Regions from separate parts of the Mus musculus genome. Here regions 1 and 3 are each linked to region 2. A link is a contact called in public promoter capture Hi-C data. All regions are on one chromosome and are shown on one strand. The core of a region is the stretch at or near the end of the contact, and the rest is flanking DNA. Distances in the headings are between cores, read along the strand shown. Region 1 holds the start of Cd177 (CD177 antigen). Region 2 holds the start of Phldb3 (pleckstrin homology like domain, family B, member 3). Region 3 holds the start of Ceacam10 (carcinoembryonic antigen-related cell adhesion molecule 10).

Region 1 (3,560 bases), core at 256-2,755, 150 kb before region 2:
GCTGTGAGTCTGGGTACTGAACCTGAGGTTTCCACACAAGCAGCCAGTGTTCTTTACCCCTGAGCTGTCATCTCTCCAGCCCCTCATCCCTAAGAAACATGTTACTTCTCCCTAGATAATCACCCGCAACCACTACCTTATTCAGCTCCTTCCCAGATGGAAGGGAAGTAAAGACTGCAGGACCTACATTGTTCTGTGAGAACACAGACAAACAGAACAGCCTGGGAGGTGGAGAACAAATAGAAAAGCAACGTAGAAAGATCAGAAAAGGCAAGGGGAACCGGATCTCCAGTGAGGCCAGGAAGGGCCAAGGTACACTTCACAATATCCTCCGAGGTGGTTGAGTCATTTTTCCACCTAGCTAGAAGGTAACTAAGTAGCCCTGAGATGAAGAAATGGGATTCTTGTAGTACTTGGAAACAGGTGCCACACAGGCGGCTAAAGAGGAAAGAGCCACGGGGTTACCAGGAATCAGGATGTCCTCAGCTCTATTGTGAAAGGAGCTGGGTCTGAGACAGGAGGCTGGATCTGGACTTCCGAGTTTGAGGAAGGAGGGTTGCAGCCTGGAGCTATGGGTCTGAAGGAGGAGGGCCAGGGTCTGTACTCCTAGATTTGAGGGAAGGCATTTGGTGTCTAAATCCCTAGGGCCGAGGGAAAGAAGGTTGGGGCCTAGACTCCCAGCTCTGAGGGACATTGTTGGGGTCTGGACCCCTGGGTTAGTAGTGTTGTAGCTTGTCAAAAGACCCTCACTCACACAAAGACCACAGAGACTGCCATCGTTGCAATACACATGAGGATTTTACTTATCCAACATGTTGGGGAACCCCCCCTCTCAGCACACAGACTGGAGGGGAGACCCAGGACAAAGAAAGAACACACTTGTTATTCCTTTGTAAGGGCTGGACATAGGCACCAGGGTAGTTTGGCTTCTTTTAATTGGTGTAGCCAATAACCTTTTTAGACATTGGTTGGTTTGTATAGGGTGACTCTCATTTTGTCTGTCCTTGAGGTTTTTAGTGTGTGAAGCGAAGCAGGGGAATTGTTAATCTTGTTTTGGAAGCTTAGTAATCTTGACCGTTAAAACTATGTTTCTATATTTGTTTAGTCAGCCAGCTTCCTTACCTGGCTCTGCACTTTGCCTGCTAGTACAGTTTGGAAAGTCCTTTTTGAGGGGGGAAGATACTGGGTGGTCTTGAATTTATTTTGGATATTACAGTAGCAAGAAGGCTGAGACCAGGCTCTTCAAGCCTGAGGGAAGAGTGTTTACCCCTGTTTCTAGGGGATGAGGGCTGGAGTTTGTACTCCTGCATCCGAGGAACGCTGGGGCTGGTTATGTACTTTTCAGTGGGGGGTGGGGTGGGGGTGGAGGGGGAAGTACTATCCAAACAGCCTAGTTTTTCATACAGTAGATTAAGGGTGGAGCCCCCCCCCCCCATTTCCGGGGCTGCCTTGGGTAATATGGTGTATAAAAAGTGTTGCGTTTCCTGCTTGAAGAGCACTGGAGAAATTTCCAGCCACAGACTGGTATCATGAATTCTATACCAGTGCTGACCCTTCTGGGGGTCACGGCCTTGCTACCCTGTGCGTAAGAAAGCCAGCCCAGGAAGGGGGTATCTGCTTCAGGGAGTGGCATAAGGTAACCAGCTGAAACGGAGCTGTTCATCCCATCCCAGGTGTCCCAGCTCTGACCTGCCAGAAAAGCAGCGCACAGGCTGTGAGGAATGTGGCAGAGCTGCCCCTCAGGTGGTGGGGAGCTGGTGAGAAAACCTGCGAGGTTAGCGAGGGTTGCCAAGACTTGATAATGCTCCTGTATAATGGTAAGAACAATCTCCCTGCAAAGACCTGCTCCACTGCCCTCAGGCCTCCTGCATCCGTGGGAGGAACTCTTCCTTAGCCGCAGGAGCCACCCGCCCAGGCCCAGTCCCCTCTTCTCTAGTGTCTCACCTACATCAGGGTGCCCAACCTCGCTCCAGGACCCTGACATTCCAATCCTTTGCCTTCAGTTACCTGCCTTCCCTTCTCCATCCAGGACCCAAGGTCAACTTGGTGATCATCAAGGGCTGCACCGAGGTTGAGGACCAAGAGCCGAAGGTGATCTGGCTCAGGACAGGCCCTGGGCTCTCTGTGGTGTCCTACACCCGTGTGTGTCGCCATGGTGACCTCTGCAATGATGTGAACAGCACTAAGATCCTTGAGGAGCTACCTACACCCACAGGTGCCTCGGGTAGGAAGAATGGTGGGAGAGGCTGGGAGGGGAGGGGAAGGCTGGGGAGAGATTGTCATAGGAAGGGGAGGGAGGCTGTGAGATAGAAGGGACCACGTGGGGTTACTCTTTGACACCGAGCTCCCTGGCTCTATCCCACACTTGACTGTGACTTTGTCCTTTTCCTCTCTTCCAATTCACTCAGCCTCCTTCTCTTCTCACCCACTCTTCCCTGCCTCCTGCCTCAGAACACTTCTGCCAGCACTTTACAACAGTGTTGGAGCCATGAGCTGGCCATAGTTTCTGATGTCAACCCCTACCCCCGCCCCCCCCCCCGGCCCACCCCAGCTCTTCCCGCATAGCCCTTTCTTTCATGTGCCTGGGATCCGTTCTGTGGCGACTCTCACAAAGGGCTTTCTGTGTTTCCTTTACATAAGGGGCATTGCCCTCTAACTTTGTTGTTTGGTTGGATTTTGTATGAGGATGTGGGTGTACCCATGTTTCTGTGTGTACAGGTGTGTGTGTGTGTGTGTGTGTGTGAATATGTATAGGAGCCAGAGACCTCAGAAACTATCCAGTTAATGTCTTTGAAACAAGGTTTCTCAATGGAACCTGGAGCTAGCTCACAGATTAGGTGAGGATGGCTGACCAGCAAGCCTCAGGAATCCACTTGCCTCTGCCTCTGCCTCCACCTCTTACATATCAGGATTATCAGTGGGCTAATGTACCTGCCTTCATACATGGGTGCTGGAAAGTTGAAACAGGTCCTTATGTTTCCAAGGAATGTCTCCTCAGCCCTGGCCTGAAACATCTCACTGCCTTTACTGTTGTTGGGGTGACAGTAGGCTGGAAGGACTTGCTCAATCAGTGTTTATTTTTTTTTTTTCACTGTTTTGCAGAAGCTGTGGGCGAAACTACAGTTTCATTCTAGGGCACCCTCCTTTCCTTGGCCTAGTCTCATCTATGCCTATCTCAAAAGTCCCTTCTCCATCCATGCCTTCCTCAGGTCCAGAGTCTGTCCTTGATCCCTTCCAACTAGATCATAGCCTGATTTCCCCTGAGACAGCTGGAGCTGTCTGAGGGGAGCCCCAGGAGGGCACGTTGGGAAAACCAAGTGGGGAAGAGGCCTTCCTGCTGCCCCTCACCGAATCTGTCGCCTCCAGTTCCAGGGTCCCTGCGCTGCCCACTCTGCCTTTCTAATGACAGCTGTGAGAATGCACCGGAGCAGGTCTGCCCTGTGGGAAGCACACACTGCTACGATGGAGTCCTCAGGCTCAGGGGAGGTAAGCCTGGACACGGGGACCCTGCGAGAGTGAACCGGACATAGATGATTGACATATGAGTGTCAAGGGTAAAC
Region 2 (3,491 bases), core at 327-2,826:
CCCGGAGCAGGGCCACCTCCACCTCCATCTGCGAAAAAACAAGGCGAGAATTTGGGTGCAGCAGCCAGTGGAGGAAGGGGCTGGGAGATGGGAAGTCTGGAAAAGGCCTCGGGCCTTGAACACCTGCTGCTTATCAAAAAGGATCCTAAAGTTTAGAATGGACTCGGTGTCTTGGCTCGCAGGTTCCCTCACGGGTTGATTTCCCAAGATCTCCCCATCCTCACCTCGATCCTCAGTTCCTTCTTCTGGCGCTGTAACTCCTTCACCCGCTGCTCCATCAGAGCCACGCGAGTCAGTGCCTCCAGCTGCTGTCCTCGCAGCCGCCGCGCTGCCCCCCGCAGCTCTTCCCCAGAAGGGAGGCATGGGGAAGGTGTGGCTGGAATCTGCGCGGCAGGCGTAGCCTCGGGCTGAAATTAGAGAGGGTGTGATGAGAACAAGTCTCGCCCCCCTCAAGTCACCAAACAGGTCTGGTCCCACCCCAGTAGTGCCTCTGGGGGTCATGAGCTGCCAAGTTCAACTACTTCCTTTCGGGTCCGAATGGAAGACCGTGAAGCGGGGAAGCCGGCAGGTTCTGAACCCATCATACAAAGCCACTATGCTCTGAAGCTGAACTAGCAGAGCTTGCTTCCTTTTCTTTCCTTCCTTCCTTCCTTCCTTTCTTTTTTCTTTCTTCCTCATTTCTTCCCTCCTTTCCTTTTCTTCTTTTCCTTTTTCCTTTCTCCCTTCTCTCTCCTTTTCTTTTTTCTTCCTCCATTTCTTCCTCTATTCTTTCTTTTTTTTTCTTCCTTCCTTCCTTCCTTTCCTTCTTTCTTTTTTGTACCTGAATGCTAGTGGAAATCAGAAGATTCTTGCCTTACATCAATGAGGGTTCTGGGGATCGAACCCAGGTCGTCAGATTTGACAGCAAGTGTCTTTGTACACGATGAGCTCATCTGTCCCTGAGTCTCAACCTCTTGGGATCTCTTTCTCAGAGTCCCTGGATCGCTCTTCTTCCCCCCACCCCCACCCCCGTCCCTCTCTCTGACTTAGACTCTTCTATGTTGGCATTTCTTTTTGTTTCTCTTCTGGGTCTGTGTGTCTTCCCTGTGTCTCTCTTTTAGGTCTATGTCTCACTCCCTGTGTCTCTGTCGTATCTAGTTTCTATGTTTCTACCCGAGTCTCTCTGGCTTCAAATCCAACTTTGTCTAACAGGGTGTTTCTGCCTGTCTATGGGTACTCTCCTTGACTCTGGGTCTCTGTCTAGTCTCTCTCTTTATGTTCTTCTGTGTCGTCTTGGGTGTCTGTCTGTCCGTCTGGACAGCCCCCCCGGGGGGATGATCCCTCACCTCTTCGCGGCAGCTCTCGGTGCTGCTACCTTCTTCCACTTCTTCCTCTTCCTCGGCCTGCCGCCCAGCTCCGGGGCAACTTGGAAGCTCCGCTGGGACTTCGGGCTCCTTGTGCTCTTTGGGATCCTCGGGGTGCCCCTGAGGCTGCACAGCCCCTTGAGGCTGGACCTCGACGGCGCATTCCGAAACCTTTGGAGACGAGGAGCCCTCCTCTAGGGTGCTGGGTGTCCCCATGGCCGCTTCGGATTCCTGTGGTGTGGGCGTGGTCAGTTTCAGAGGCGTGGTCTGATGTTTGTGGGCGTGGTCTAGAGCGCGTTGAGCTTGCCCAGAGGGCGGAACCTAAAGGTTCAGAGACCAGCTCTGAACATTCCGCGGGCGTAGATTTCCTGGGGACCCGCTCGCGACTGGGGAGAGGCTGTCGGCTCCGAAGGTGACACACACACCTAGAGGTGGGAAGAGAATTTGAGTCCGGGGTCCTAACGCTCCCCGTGCTGGGGCGTCGCACGCTGAGCCTTCCCTTTGCTCCATGTGTCATCCCTGAGCCCCTTCTGCAGCCCTCTCCAGTTTCCCGGATTGCCTCCAAGAGATTCCATCTCCTCTACCCTCTCGGGACTAGCCCGGCTCTCCTCCTTGGAGCTCCACAGTTGGGTCCCGAACCACCTGTAAGGAATCAGCGTCCGAGGCTCCTCACCCCAAGATCCAGAACTCGGGGCTGGCAATGTCTACCTCTCCGGATATGCCTGGGGCCCCAACGCCTCCGTTCCTTCCCGGGAGGAGGTCCTCGTAGGTCGTCAACCTTCTTTCTGGCTCTGCACTGGGCACTGCCGCTCCTGCGGCTAAACAGGTGGCTGGAAGGAGGGAGGAGAGAGAGGCCGCCCCGTCCCCCTCCCCAGCAGCCCGGAAGTGGAGGGGGGGACAACAGGTCCGACAGCTCTCCTGGGAGGAGGGAGCCAGCAGCCTGCCCCGCCCGCAGCCCAGGCACCCAGCCATCCCGGCCCCTCCAGCCCCACCCAGAGAGAGCCCAGCGCCCAGACCTCCCACTCAGCCTCCGGTGCCCCTGGAGGGCCGGGCTTCTTAGCCACCTGCATACAGCAGCCTCCCTAAGGCCGAAGCCTAGGAAATCCTCAAAGGAAGATAGGAATGAAGATGGGGGCCTCTCCCCTCTAATAAGCCCTTTGGAAGGGCCCTGACCGGTTTAGGGAGCCGGACAAGGGGAGGGGGTATCCCGGGCTGAGTCAGCGATCTGCCCAGAGACAGAGTGTGCCCCACGCGCACACAGTTTACTATGGGGTGGGGCACAGAGGTTAAAGGTCACAGCCAGACCCTTTCCTCTCTGGGCAGAAACAGGAAAATATCTGGTATGCAAAACCCGACTGTTAGACATCAAGAGCTGTGCAAAACATTTGACACACCTCAGTGTCATACCACACCACAGCCCATAGAAAAAAAGAGATCGACCGTCTCCATTGTACAGTTGTGGGGACCGAGGCTGAAGGAAACAAATACACCTAGGATCTACAAGCATTCTAAATGACTTTTTTAAAATTATTATTACTTGTGTATGTGAAAGATAGTGCAGGTATGTAAGTGGCACCCAACATGTAAAGAGCTCATAGGACATCTTTGGGAAGTGGTGCCTTCCAACGTGGGATTCAGGCATGGAACTCAAATCATCTTGTTAGCAAGAGCTTTACACTCTCGGCCTTCTCAGCCCACATCTGTTACTACCTGCTTTGTCTCTCGAGATCTGTACTCATAACTATTTGGCAATACAGGAGGGACAATAGCAGCGACAGGGGCAGGGGAGCTGGTCATGCAAGCAGGGTGCAAGAAGTCAGACATCGGGATTTATCAGTTCAGTGAAATATCCCGTTATTGTTTCCATTACACAGATCAGAAAGCTAAGGGATGGAGAGGGGCTCATTTGGCCTGGGACTCCCAGGGGAGGGGCTCACACAGAATTATGTGCTGCGGTGCAAGTCTGTGAGAATACCTCCCCTACATCGATGTGAGCAACCTGCTATCTGCTTCCAGTCCCCCCACCCCCAGCTCCCTTAGACCTTCCTTCCTTCCCCCATGGTCCTGACCACTGCTAGCTCTGTCTCCTCCTTCCCTTTTACGTGAATGTCTGTCTAGACTAAATGTATGTCTGTGCATGCCCGGTAC
Region 3 (3,561 bases), core at 110-2,609, 170 kb before region 2:
CATCAAGGCTTGTCAGTGCTGTGTGGGAAGCAGGATTAGCTCTACCCATGACCCCGAGGTTACAGAGAATTACTTACGGTGTACATGAAATCGCACAGAAATCGGAGTAATTTCAAAGTTTTGATCTAGCATATATAATGTGTAGACTCCCTCATCATTCTTGGTGACACTTTGGAAGAACAGGGATCCATTGCTATATATTGTCTCTCTGCCGCTGTGTGCAAGCCCCATTTTACTCCTATTAATGGATGTTACAAATCGTCCAATTTCATTGTGTCCAGCCCCACTGTTTCCCTTGTACCAGTAAAAGACTCGGAGCGTCTGCGGCAGATTGTGAACAAGTAGAAGAACATTGTTGTCTGCAGTAACGTTGGGCGGCACAGCCTCAACGGTGACTTGGGCAGTAGTGGCAGGGCTCCAGTAAGTTAAAAGTGAGGCTAAGAGGGAAGAGAGAAAGACCTATCAATGTTAGGACCTTTGCAAAACCTCTCAGCCTTGCTGTGAGTGCGTGTCCTATTGAGTGGCAGCCAGCCTCATCACCTCCATTCCTCAGCAACGCTGCATCTTTCCACTGTAGGAAACGCTCTTCTCAGGCATTCACACAGCTCACCGCTCACTGCCCTCAGACCCCAGCTCACACTCAGAGTCTTTGCTGGATGTAGGGCTATATTTTCTGACTTTCTATAAAGACCCTGTGCCTTTATTTTCTGGTCTTTCTCTGCTTTGTATTTTCTGAAGTGCTTGCCAACCTGACCCCACCTAGATATCCTTGCTGGTCTGTCTTTCTGCCCAGTAGAAGTAGGGCTTTGTGAGGTTTTGTGAGGCTAGGTGGATTTTGGCTTAGTCCCTGCTACCCGGAACACGCTCACATACCCGTGTACAAATCAGTGTCCCAGAGCCTAGTGTATTTGCAAATTTCTCAGTGTAGTATGGATGCTGTTTATTTGCCCCAGTTTGGTTTATACGTGGAGAGTCACCCTGACAGAGTTGTGGACTTCAGTCTTCAGGATATCCTAGCCAGCGCGATAAACTTAACAATAGGGAAGAACTGAGTTTCTCCTCACCATTTGCCAATTCACATTCACAAATACTCCGAGCTTCCTGTTGCCCTCAGGCTTCAAGCAGAAGCCAGATGTCCCTTCTCAGGTTCCTTTCCTCTCCCAGAAGACCCCAGCCAGTCTCTGAGCTCCCCTGCTCTCTACTGGGAAGGAATATCTCCTTACCTGTGAGCAGTAGTCCAACCCAGGGAACCTGCCCTTTGTGGAGATGTGCTGAGGCCAGCTCCATGTCTCTGCTGCCTGCCTGCTAGCTTCTTCTCCAACACTACTGCTAAGCCTGGCTGCCCAGGTATCTGCCCTGCTCTTCTTAGCAGAGTTGATTCTCCTCCCAGAGGAGGGCACCTCCCAGATTCACGTGGGCTGGGGGTGGAGCCTGTGAGTCTGACAATGCTGTTCTCCTGTCAGTGCGGGCCTCCCGTCCTTCTATTCCTCTTTCCAGTTCAGTGTTCTAGAACATACTCCGAGCAGCAAGGCTGAGGAGTGCCCTGTGCCCTGGCCTTGGGGCTGTCAACTGCAGCAGGAATTCCTGTACTTTCTATAGCCTAGAGTGACACAAACCCCCATGGGAGCCCTGTGTGCCCTGCTCTCAATGCTCACAGAGGTGGGGTTTACTCCAGGCAGGAAGTGGCAGAGTTATCTGGAGGGTTGGGAAAGGCCTAGCTGAGTGATGACTGGGTAGGACCTGATCCATCGTCACTGATGGCACCAGTCATGTGTCTGATCCTAGGATACAAGTTGTCTCAGGGGCTTCATATCCTGGGTGTGCAGGAGGACGTGACCTGTGTGTCCTGGAAAGAGGACTGTGTGCTCCATCTTCCTATGGAGGGCGCCAGGGAGACCTCCCCATCTTCCTGTGCTGGCCAAATGTGATTCAGGTCTGCCCGTGCCCTCCGTAACCTTCCCAGGATGGCTCTGTTCTCCTTGGTGAATGCCCTGGGATTTCCCATCTCTCCCATGGATGATGGAGGATGGAAGGGACCACATTGGTTGTTCTTGCAGAATGGAGTTCTCAGAGATACAGGAAAGAGCCAGGAGGACAGAGTATGGTTAGGTGAAGGAACTGGCTCCAGGTGTGTCAGAACTGGGATGGAAACCAGGCTGCAAGACATGTTCATCCCTCAGGAGTTTTTCTGTTGAGTATATGGTTCAGTGGCTCCCCTGGTGTTCACGAGGAGATCTGCAGCTCACATCTGGGCTGCCCTAAGGTTGGTAACCAGGCTCCCAGCTCCATGATGGAGCTAAGCAAGAAAGGCTCCAGATGTGGAGATCCTTTGAGGATCCATTCAGCTTTTTGCTAGAGACTATTATAGTCATGAAGTGAGACTGGCTGCCTTTTGATCTGCAGTTCCACGGTGACTAATGAGGTTGATCCCCCGTTCCCATGTGTCTAGTAACTTAGTTGGACATCTTGTTCCTGGGGCAGCAATATCCTAGAACTGTGCTTTCTCTAAAATTGTTTTATTCTGACTTCTAAATATTAAAGCAAAGCACTTTCACTCACCAACAATAGCATATTTTAGAATTGTAACAATAAGAAACACGGGCTGGAGAGATGGCTCAGTGGTTAAGAGCACCGACTACTCTTACAAAGGTCCTGAGTTCAAATCCCAGCAACCACATGGTGGCTCACAGCCATCCGTAATGAGATCTGACTCCCTCTTCTGGTGCACCTGAAGACAGCTACAGTGTACTTAGTATAATAATAAATAAATCTTTAAAAAACAAAACAAAAACAAAAAAACCACAAAAAGGAAGCTTCTTAGTGTGTGTAATTCCGGGTGTGTTAGTATTTGAGATGCAGTAGCAGTGAGTCAGCATTCCTTGGAATTTGTTTTATAAATTCATAATTATGACTATTTAAGCATACATCTCAGTGTCTTCACTCTCTATAGTTTTTATAGCTGAAATTCTTGTTTAAAGAACTATGGTCCCTAATTGGTGGTACTTACCAGAACTACACTGTACAGGAGCATTCAAAGGATGAAAGACAGAACTTCAGATCCAGGTCTCCCAGTAAGGCAGCGGCCCCGCATGGAGTCCCACGTGGACACTGCTTGCTAAGGACCTGTTTTACGTCAAAACCGGTTACATTCGAGAGAGCATCCAAAGGGCCCACACCAGGTACATCATATGTGTGAGCCCATGAGGGAGCACTTTGTCTCTTTACAATTACTGCACCATTGCCAGGTGGTGGTGCACACCTTTACCCCAGCACTCGGGAGGCAGAGGCAGAGGAATCTCTGAGTTCAGGCCAGCCTGGTCTACAGAGTGAGTTCCAGGACAGCCAGGGCTACACAGAGAAACCCTGTCTTGAAAACCAAACCAAACCAAACCAAACCAAACCAAACCAAACCAAACCAAACCAAACCCAACCCCTTTATGTTCTCCTTCCTAATGTTATATATGTAATTACATGTGTACATGCAGACATTAGAGCTAGGATCCACAAACAAGAAAGGACATATGGGGTTTTCTTCCTGAGATCAAATGATCTCACTTAACA

The links. Promoter capture Hi-C pulls out the DNA fragments that hold promoters and counts their contacts.
Region 1: a promoter capture Hi-C map of embryonic stem cells shows a contact between it and region 2. The contact joins the promoter of Cd177 here to the promoter of Phldb3 in region 2. A contact is called at or near these places in 4 of 39 promoter capture datasets (embryonic stem cells, neutrophils, second pharyngeal arch cranial neural crest and 1 more) and 2 of 9 other capture datasets (adipose tissue and pancreatic islet).
Region 3: a contact with region 2 is called in a promoter capture Hi-C map of embryonic stem cells. The contact joins the promoter of Ceacam10 here to the promoter of Phldb3 in region 2. A contact is called at or near these places in 5 of 39 promoter capture datasets (the C10 cell line, cranial neural crest, embryonic stem cells and 1 more), 1 of 484 Hi-C or Micro-C datasets (the G1E-ER4 cell line), 1 of 115 datasets of contacts at active chromatin or transcription factors (embryonic stem cells) and 1 of 9 other capture datasets (pancreatic islet).

The regions. Positions count from the first base shown.
Region 1 is chr7:24,758,256-24,761,815 of GRCm38.p6, reverse strand. It overlaps Cd177 (CD177 antigen), which reads left to right and starts at 1,505. Exons shown (of 17, transcript NM_026862.3): 1 at 1,505-1,581; 2 at 1,674-1,817; 3 at 2,030-2,215; 4 at 3,367-3,486. The coding sequence starts at 1,530.
Region 2 is chr7:24,609,413-24,612,903 of GRCm38.p6, reverse strand. Phldb3 (pleckstrin homology like domain, family B, member 3) reads right to left here and starts at 1,576. Exons shown (of 15, transcript NM_001102613.1): 1 at 1,326-1,576; 2 at 225-407; 3 at 1-28. The coding sequence starts at 1,559.
Region 3 is chr7:24,775,002-24,778,562 of GRCm38.p6, reverse strand. Ceacam10 (carcinoembryonic antigen-related cell adhesion molecule 10) reads right to left here and starts at 1,359. Exons shown (of 4, transcript NM_007675.4): 1 at 1,224-1,359; 2 at 78-437. The coding sequence starts at 1,287.